Regions from separate parts of the Capsicum annuum genome. Here region 2 is linked to region 1. A link is a contact called in public Hi-C data. All regions are on one chromosome and are shown on one strand. Each heading gives the region's core, a stretch centred on a gene start, on an enhancer-like site or on the middle of the called end of the contact. The rest is flanking DNA. Distances are from core to core; before and after follow the strand shown.

Region 1 (4,749 bases), core at 1,230-3,729:
GAGTGGGGGGATGGAAGGGGCTGGGGGTGGGGTGGGGAGGGGCTAAATGGGGTTTGGTGGGGTGTGGGGTTGGACGGGGCTAGGTGGGGGGTGGGGACGGGCTGGGATGGGATGGATTAGTTTTTTTTTATTTTTTTATAATTTATTATTTTTAAATTTTTAAAAATATTTTTAAATTAGAAAAGATGGAGGGAAAAACCCTTTTTTAATTATTTTTTTAATTTTAATATTATTTTATAATTAAAATTATTCATTATTTTAATATAAAATTGGTCAAAAATTGACCTCCACTCGCACCCCCAGGCGAGTGACTACACACTCCTTGTCCTAGTCAGCCATTTAATGCCACATAGGAAAAGTCAAAGGGCTCAAAATATAGCTTTTTAGTGGATTCAGGGGATGACAAACATGTAAATAGAAGTGTTCAACTTACAAAATCGACATAGTACAAGGGTCCAGAAGAGCATTTTGCCAATAAGCAACAATAGGTGTGAGCTACACACACGTGTGTGTATATATATACTAGATATTGAACCAATACTTTAAGTTTAAGAAAAATAAATGATTATAATTTTCTCTCTATATATATATGTGTGTGTGTATGTATGTATGTATTAGTGTAAATAAATTTTTAGCATCAAGATCATTTATTTATTATAGCATGTAGTCTGGCTTTCATTTAAGAACCACAAATCTCAATTTTATTACTTATAAATATTCTTATATAACATGATAATAAAAAGTTTTTTACTCCCTCCGTTCATTTTTATTTGGTTACTATATTAAAAATAATTATTCAATTTTATTGGTCCATTTTGAATAATTAAGAGATAACTTATCATTTTGTGAATATTTATTATCAAATACTCTTCATTTTTCAACGCTTAGATGACTTATAATTAATATGGATAATATAGTAAAAATATTTTTTTATTTATTATTTCTTAAAAAAATATAATAAGTCAAAATAAATAAGTAAAGATGGATACAGAAAGTACTTCACATTGTATGTTACTTAAATTAAATTCCACATCAATTAGTATATAGATTGTAGTATCATTATAAAATATGAAGAAAGTTCATCACCTAATTTACTTTTTAAAGTTTAACAAATTATATTTTAAAAAATATATGTGGACATTGTGAAAAGCTTATATCTAAAATTACTTGAGAATAGTGTTAGGGGCCGTTTGGTTTGTGAGACTAGAGTCAATAATCCCGAGATAAAATAATAATCCCGGGATAAAAATGTAACTCACTCGTTTGGTTGTAAATATTTGGGATAACTTATCCCGGGACTAATTATAAGTTGTCCACCCAAATAGTGGGATAGCAATCCCGAAATTATTTTTCTTTGGTATAAAATTATACAAGAACAAAAATATACCCTCTTGGGATTGTTATGTATAATTAAATTATATATAATTAAATATAATTAACGTAATTTAACATAATATATTATAATTAAATATATTAACACAATATATATACAATTAAACATAATTACCGTCTATATATTCATAATATTATACGTTTGATTGTAATATATATATATATATATATATATATATATATATATATTCATAAATAATAAATTATGTTTAATTAACGTATAATATTTCATTAATTATGAATATAATATATTACGTAATATATAATTACGTAATATATAACGTATAATATTATGAATATATATACATTAATTTTGTTTAATTATATATATATTATGTTAATATATTTAATTATAATATATTATGTTAAATTATATATAATTTAATTATATATAACATAATATATAACGTAAGATATTCTCACACACACATAAATTATGTTTAATTAACGTATACTATATTCATAAATAAATAAATTTTGAACAGTTTACCGTTCAAAATGGTTGTAAAATATATAAATTATGTTTATTTATATATTTTAATTTCTCTAAAAAAATAATAAAAAATTTTAAGAATGAATATATATAAGTTAAATAAGATGGAGGGTATTTTGGTAATCAATCAATTTATTCCTAAAATTATACCATGCATATTACTTTAAATACAACAAACCAAACACTCAATAAAAAATAATCTCAGCATAACTAATCCCAGTATAACTTATCTCATCACAACTTATCCCAACATAACTAATCCCGGTATAACTTGTTTTCAAACCAACGACCCCTTAATGTAATGATGTCTCTTTTATTTTTATTATCCTACTCTATTAATTATTATATACAGCACCCGAATGTGGGGTAAAAATTTATTTTACTTTCTTGTGAACATTTTTATTTGAATAAATTAAAATTAAAATTTCACCAAACAAAAAGGGAATAGAAATGAATAGTATTTTCACCGTACAGACACTCTACTTAAATATAGATCAATCATTTATTTAGCACTGACATAACATTTGTGGAGAACTGTGATGGACATCGTGGGTCCACTATAAACTCTACAACTTAGGATACAATTGACATATGTTGAAAGAAGCTTGATTTTATTGTCATTAGAAGTTTATGGACAAATTTTAAAGCTTATAGCATAAGCTAATAATGTAGACTTTTTTTGAAATGACGAAGAAAGTTCATCACCTAATTTAATTTTTAAAGTTTAACAAATTATAGTTAGAAAATGTATGTGGACATTGTGAAAAACTTAAATCTAAAATTACTTGCGAATAGTGCTGATGTAATGATGTCTCTTTTATTTTTATTATCCTACTCTATTAATTAATGATGTCTCTTTTATTTTTATTATCCTACTCTATTAATTATTTGATACAGCACCCGAATGTAAGGGAAAAATTAATTTTACTTTCTTGTGAACATTTTTATTTGAATAAAATAAAATTAAAATTTCACCAAACAAAAAGGAATAGAAATGAATAGTATTTTCACCGTACAAACACTCTACTTAAATATAGATCAATCATTTATTTAGCACTGACACTGTTGTGGAGAATTGTGATGGATACTGTGGGTCCACTAAGATATCTACAACTTAGGATACAATTGACATAGATTGAAAGAAGCTTGGTTTTATTGCCATTAGAAGTTTATGGACAAATTTTAAAGCTTATAGCATAAGCTAAATAATGTCGACTTTTTTTGAAATGACGAAACTACCCTTGATCGTCCTCCGTACTCACTCTTCTATACACTCTTCTATACAGTACTAGATGGCCCGTGCCCGTCCACATGCCCAAATTATTTGTTCTATTTGCAAACATCAGATGTGTCTGGAAAAAAATCAAGATTCAACACCATGGAAGCATGTCATAAAGAAAACTCAAACTGAAAATTTGAAAGTAGATCAACATTTCCAACAATTTAAAGTAACAGCCAGTTGCTTTTAATATTTGCATAACAACTACCATAGAACTGAATTCCAAGCAAAATAAAAGACCAATAGATTTGAATAAGAACTGCTAACCAGCAAAAATATTAATAGTTGTTCAACACCTCAACGGAACCTCCAACACCAGAAATCATCAAGTCGGTCACTGTAGTAACTACACCATTCTTGACATATGATATGAAAGGATTAGATAGTTCAAGAAGAAAAATGTGACTTCAAGAGAAGTGTGGCAACTCAGCGTGTCCGACCATCAATACTATTGTTTGTTATTGTTCATCTCTCACTCTCTGCTGGCTCTGTCTCACTCCTTGGTAGATGCATCTTCTTCCTGCTCTTTCCTTTTATTAATTGCTATTAGTTGTTGTTTCTTCTCTGGTTTCATTTTGCTTTTATGTTATTTTCCTTTGATGTTTAAAAAAAGTCGAAATGAAATGAAACATTAATTCTTGCATATATTGAATACCAATGATCGTAAAGGTAATATATGCGAGAAAGAGAAGAGGAAAACTCACCAAAACAGCAATCAGTAACAGTTAACATAAGCTTCAAAGTAAATCCAATTTGAATGGAACTTACTAATTGTATGAACATCCAAAGAAAAATGAACATAAACTGAACATGATGATAGTAAATCAAAGCAGTGGGAAAAATGATTCATTCTTACCTTGATTATGGATCTAGATTTGCCTTTTGACGTACTGTACCTAGTGATTGTTGTAAGGAGAGTAAAAGGGGGAGGTGGTTTAACTCCTCTATGGGTATATAAAAAAAAAAAAGATTGGCACGTACTAATGGATAGTACACGTGTTTTAACGGTTGAAAGTAGCAGTAGAAGCATCACTTAAAAATGAAAATTTCAAGAATGTCCCTAGACGACGAAAGTCTCACTTATTATATAGTAATCAAAATAGCTGCTGGAGTAGGAAGAGAATATGATGGCATGCTTGTATTTGTTTTTTTTGAAATTGAAACTGAAGCAGGCTTGTATGTGTCGATTCTTAATATTTCCATTTGTTAAAAGCTACGGAAGCCTCCTTCAATCGAAGAGCAAGTTGAGAAAGGAATGCCTAAGAATCCGACAAGAAACAATCGAAAACAAGAAAAGTTAACAAATACCCAAAAGAAATAGAAGAACAACACAAAATCAAAAAAATGTGGTTACCAGTAAAGGCAACCACCAATCCATCATCATCATTGAGTCTTACTTTCTTTCATTTAGTTAGGCGTGGTAATGGATCTCGCTCGAAAGAGACTCTTCCCCTACTCAATTGGAATGACTCTTACACAGGGTCCAATAACTCAAGATGCTGCTGCCAGTGCTTATCAGATCATAAGTTATTTATTGCTTAACGAAAAAATGGATAAGAGAACGAATGTTAAAAGCACGCGTAAA
Region 2 (4,749 bases), core at 1,176-3,675, 36 kb after region 1:
CATTTTCACACTTTTTCACCTAAAATCTTTTGAAAATCTAAGGATGATGCACATACACCAGGAAACATGACAAAATTTAGACGCTAAGAAAATTTTCTGATGACTTAAGCATTTAGCAGCACAAAGAGCATTTCAGTATCTTCAGATAACTAGAACATACCTTTCATTACACCAGGTCCACAAAGCCAGAGCTCACCCATGCTGTTGGGAGGTAAGGGTGAACCGGTGATCCAATCCACTACTTTAGCTTGCATATTTGGAGCTAGAAGTCCTACCGAAGAATAATTATGCAGCTTTTCAGTATTGTAACCACGTGTTCCAACAGCAGTTGACTCAGTCATGCCATATCCCTGGACAACAAATTATGACATATTTTCCTGAGAAGTGAAAGCAAAACATACAACAGAAAATTTTGCCACTTCCATCGCTTTGGATGAGTAATGCATTCTCCAAGTTTGCAATATTCTAGCACATCTCCAATCGCCATTTGGCTCACAGGACAGTAAAATCAGAAGAAGAAGCAATCATTTCTTTTTGAAGGGTTCAACTGAGATAAAGAGCTTCGATTAGAGTCATACCTAGAGCTAAAACATCATACAGACCTATAGAATTTTTTCCTAATGCATGCTTTAAAAGATGAGGGCAGGTAACATGATTTCATCCGTATCAAATAGAACAAAAATGAAAAAAGGAAGTTAAGCAGATCAAAGAGTGTAATTAGACATTTATACTTTGAACTAACTAGCAACTTTGTCTTTCCAAAATGGTAGCTACCTTGACGTATATGGTAAGATGCATCCAATTGACAGTCAAGGATCTAGGGGACGTACCTGAATGAAATCAACATTGGGTAGAGTGTGAACAAAGTCTTCAATGGTTTTCGTGGTTATGGGAGCTGCACCGCATGAAACCTGTTTCAAGCTCTTCAGTTTGCTCGAAGCACCATCCTTTGCTTTTCTAGTCAATGCTATTAGCAAAGGCGGGACTGCGGGGAAATGAGTAACGCCATATGTTTCAATAGCTTTCACCATCTCATTAGCATCAAATTTTCTCATAACAACGATAGTAGTTCCCAACGACAACAACCCCATCGCAAACAGAGAAAGCCCATACACATGAAACATTGGCGCAATCGCCAAATACACATTCTCAGTACTCAAATATTCATACTGAGAAGATTCAAACCTCACAAAAAGTTCCACCATTGCTATCAAATTCCCATGAGTCAAAACAACGCCTTTACTCGCACCCGTAGTACCAGAGGAGTACAGAATTACTGCTGTATCTTGCTGACTTATTCTAGGCCTCAAATCCCAATTGGGATGACATGTAACCAGCTCATAAAAAACAGAACTTTCACCACCATTTGAACCAGAAACCAAAATTTCAGGGACCCCTATAACAGGAACATCTAAAGTACACAACTTATCAACTTTATCACTACAAGTAAATACTAAACTCACACCACAATCAAGAACTTGCTTCTTTATCTCTAACAAACTACTTAAAGGATTCATAGTAGTTACAACAGCACCAATGATCAAAGCACCTAACAAAACAACAGGAAAATAAATGGAATTTGGAAGGAGAATCAAAACAACATCACCTTTTACAACACCCCTTTTGTGTAAACCACTAGCCATAGACTTAACCATAGGATAAAGCTCTTCATAAGAAACTGAAATACCAGATATGGAGTCCACAAGTGCACAAACCCCACCATGTTTATGAGAAAAAATGAAGGAAACAACATCAAGAAAAGGGTCTTCTGGCAATTTTACAGAAGGGTGTTTGCTGGTATATACACCTGTTTCAGCACAGTACCAATGGATTTTAGAAGGGTTTCTCTCAACTTCACCATTACCACCTTTTTTTTCACCTTCAGTGGAATTGGAGTTAAAATGGGGTTTCAAGAAAGTTGTCATTTTGATAACAAGAAAAAGGGGTTAATAAGTCTTAGTACACAAAATCAAGAAAACCCCATATTGCATTTATATAGAACCAAAAAAGCTATTGTTAAATTTGTTAGCTTATTAGGTAGTAATAATAGCAAAAAAACTGCTAAGAATGTTTGCAATTTGATGATTGAATTAGGAAATTTAATAACAGAAATTGATTAGTCACCATTATGGAATAACTTGGGAAGAGTAGGATTCAACTGTTTTTTGTTGATTATGATTTTCTTGGTGTTTTGTTGTAAGCTACCCAAATAGTTGCTTCAAATTACATTAGTATGGAAGCCACAAGCCTTGCTTTATAAGTTGTAAACCAACATTTGGAATGAGAAAAATGAGTCAAAGGACCAAATCTCCACTAAAGAAAAGAAAAGGGGACAAGTCGCTCCAACAAATTTATTAAAAAAAAAAGATACGTCTGTTTTAACAAATGGAATAGTTATTGGACAACTATATCAATTATCACAACTTTGTACAGTTATTAAATAACTTTGATAGTTGTTAAATAACTTTGTAAAGTTGTCAAAAAATTACGAAAGTTATTCTACAATTGCAATAAGTTATTCGGACGAAAAAACTTTAAAAAAAAATTATCTCTCCCACCTAATTTAAAAAACTTAAAGACTCCTACTTAATTGGATAATTTCTTTGTCCATTTTGAATGGTATGTTGCCTTTATTTTTAAATAAGTGATGTTTTTAACTTGATCGCATCTCTTTGAAAAATATATAAAAAAAAAAGTAGAAAGTGTTTTTAACACACCTTAGGTGCATATTTACTTGTTTTTTTTTATAATCTTGGTGTTCGAAATAGCTTGCATACCTCAATTAATTTTATTGGATACCTTATCATTTTTCACCAACAATAGATATTAGATAATTCTGTCCACCTAGTATTTGTCTCTGTTGATCTTTAATTATCCATATGACTTAAGAAAATCAATATCCAACAATACTTGTTGAATTTAAAAAATTAACGGGTAATTTATCCATGGAAAAAAGCATGTTTACCCCCCTAAACTTATCACGAAAGTTTACTTTAACCATTAAACTTAACCTGTAATTATTTACCCCCTAAACAACTTTTATATAATTTTTTTTACCATCCTCAAAAAATTATACCACTCTCACTATGGAGAATGCATCACACTCGCATATATATATATAGAGAGAGAGAGAGAGAAAGAGAGAGAGAGAGAGAGGAGCGAATGGCAAGGAGAAACAGGCAGGTTTCCGTCAACATGTCTACTTCTCCTACCTGCTTCATAAGTTACTTCCTCCATAATTTTATTATGCCATTTCTAATAGATTATTATAAGATATTTATGTATTAAAAATTAATAAAAATTAACAATATTTAATAAAAAAAATAAAATAGATATTTATGACTTGTTTGCTTCAACTGTTTCACCGATAATTTGACTGTATCACCTATAGTTAAGTATTATGAGTCATCTAAATATTAAAAATTAATTATAAAGTCATCTAAATATTAAAAAATTAATAATATTTAATGTTAAATTTACTTGACGTTTTATATGAGATCCATTTAATTTTTTTTCGCATGTATTTTTGTATAGTAATTTTGTTGTACCACTTATAATAAGACATGTCTGTTTCGTTGTTTCAATTATGATTTTACTATGTCACTCCTAATTAATTATTGTGACCATTTAAACATTGTATCAATTAATAATATTTGATAGAAAAGGTAAAATAAATTTAAAATGATAAGTTAATCAAAAAAATTTCACAAGTATTTTTTATAGTAATTTTTCTATATCACTTCTAATTAGTTGTTGTGGGTCATTAAGACATGTCTACTTCGATGCTTCGATGTAACTTTAGTATATCGCCCATAATTAATTATTATGTTCATATAAGCTTTATGACACTTAAATTGAAATAGAAGAAAAAATATTATACATCACAATAATTTAAAACATAAATTATTTAAAAAATGTAATTGACTATCAATGCCACAAAAGTTTGAACAACGAGATCGATATATATTATTTGAAAATTATATAAAAAGTATTATAAATTACAATAATTAATAATTTAAAATATCTATAAAAAAATTTATTATATATTTTTAAAAAATATTATAAATCATAATAATTAAAATAATTTTTTTAAAATATTTGTTGGGCCCGTGTCATGCACCACACACACACACAACGTTGCTGAGTCCTCCCATCCCAATGCCCCCCCTCCCCCCCTCCACACTACAAAACCCCAGTCGGCATTCCCCCGAAGTCTCTAATCCCTCCCTTCCCCGCACCCCTCTCCCCTCTCCCCGCTACCCCAAACTTCTTTATCTTCTTCTTTCTTCTATACTCTGTTTTTTTTTTCTCTATTTTAAATTAATAATTAATATTTGTTATCATTATTTTTTTGGTTCTTGAATTTTTCTTAAGTTAAATTTTCATTAAAAAAATCATATAAAAAGTACTTTTGGTTTAGAAGTAATTACATGGCTAATTAATAAGCTTTATTTTTTTTTGTTTCGATTTTGATGTGCGAAAATTAAATTAATTTGTTGATTCTTGATTTTCATTGAAAAGTTTATTTGTTGTAAAATAGAGGAAGAAAAAGATATGGGGATGGTGGGGTATGAGGAAGAAGAAGATCGGAGGAGGGGGTGGGGGAGAGGGGGTGAGGAAGAAGAGGAAAAAAATAATGGCTGAAAATTATAAAGTGGGCCCCACTTTTTTTAATACTTTTTTAAAAATTTAAACGTGTTTTAATTTATTTATTTGTCACGTCTGCTGTTAAAGGAGCAAAACAATACA

The links. Hi-C and Micro-C count contacts between places; a contact is called where the count stands out from the background.
Region 2: a Hi-C map of bud shows a contact between it and region 1, with 3 times the contacts expected there. The contact joins the promoter of LOC107869755 here to the enhancer-like site in region 1. A contact is called at or near these places in 3 of 5 Hi-C or Micro-C datasets (bud, leaf and placenta).

The regions. Positions count from the first base shown.
Region 1 is chr1:21,561,597-21,566,345 of UCD10Xv1.1, forward strand. It overlaps LOC107868648. Among protein-coding and RNA genes, the nearest start is that of LOC107853408, 6.6 kb to the left of the region's middle. Within about 2 kb of position 2,480, at least 4 of the 5 cell types and tissues checked have an H3K27ac peak or open chromatin away from gene starts, as enhancers often do. A contact at or near this core is called in bud and leaf, where this site is marked.
Region 2 is chr1:21,597,896-21,602,644 of UCD10Xv1.1, forward strand. LOC107869755 (4-coumarate--CoA ligase-like 6) reads right to left here and starts at 2,426. Exons shown (of 6, transcript XM_016716205.2): 1 at 831-2,426; 2 at 161-350. The coding sequence starts at 1,925.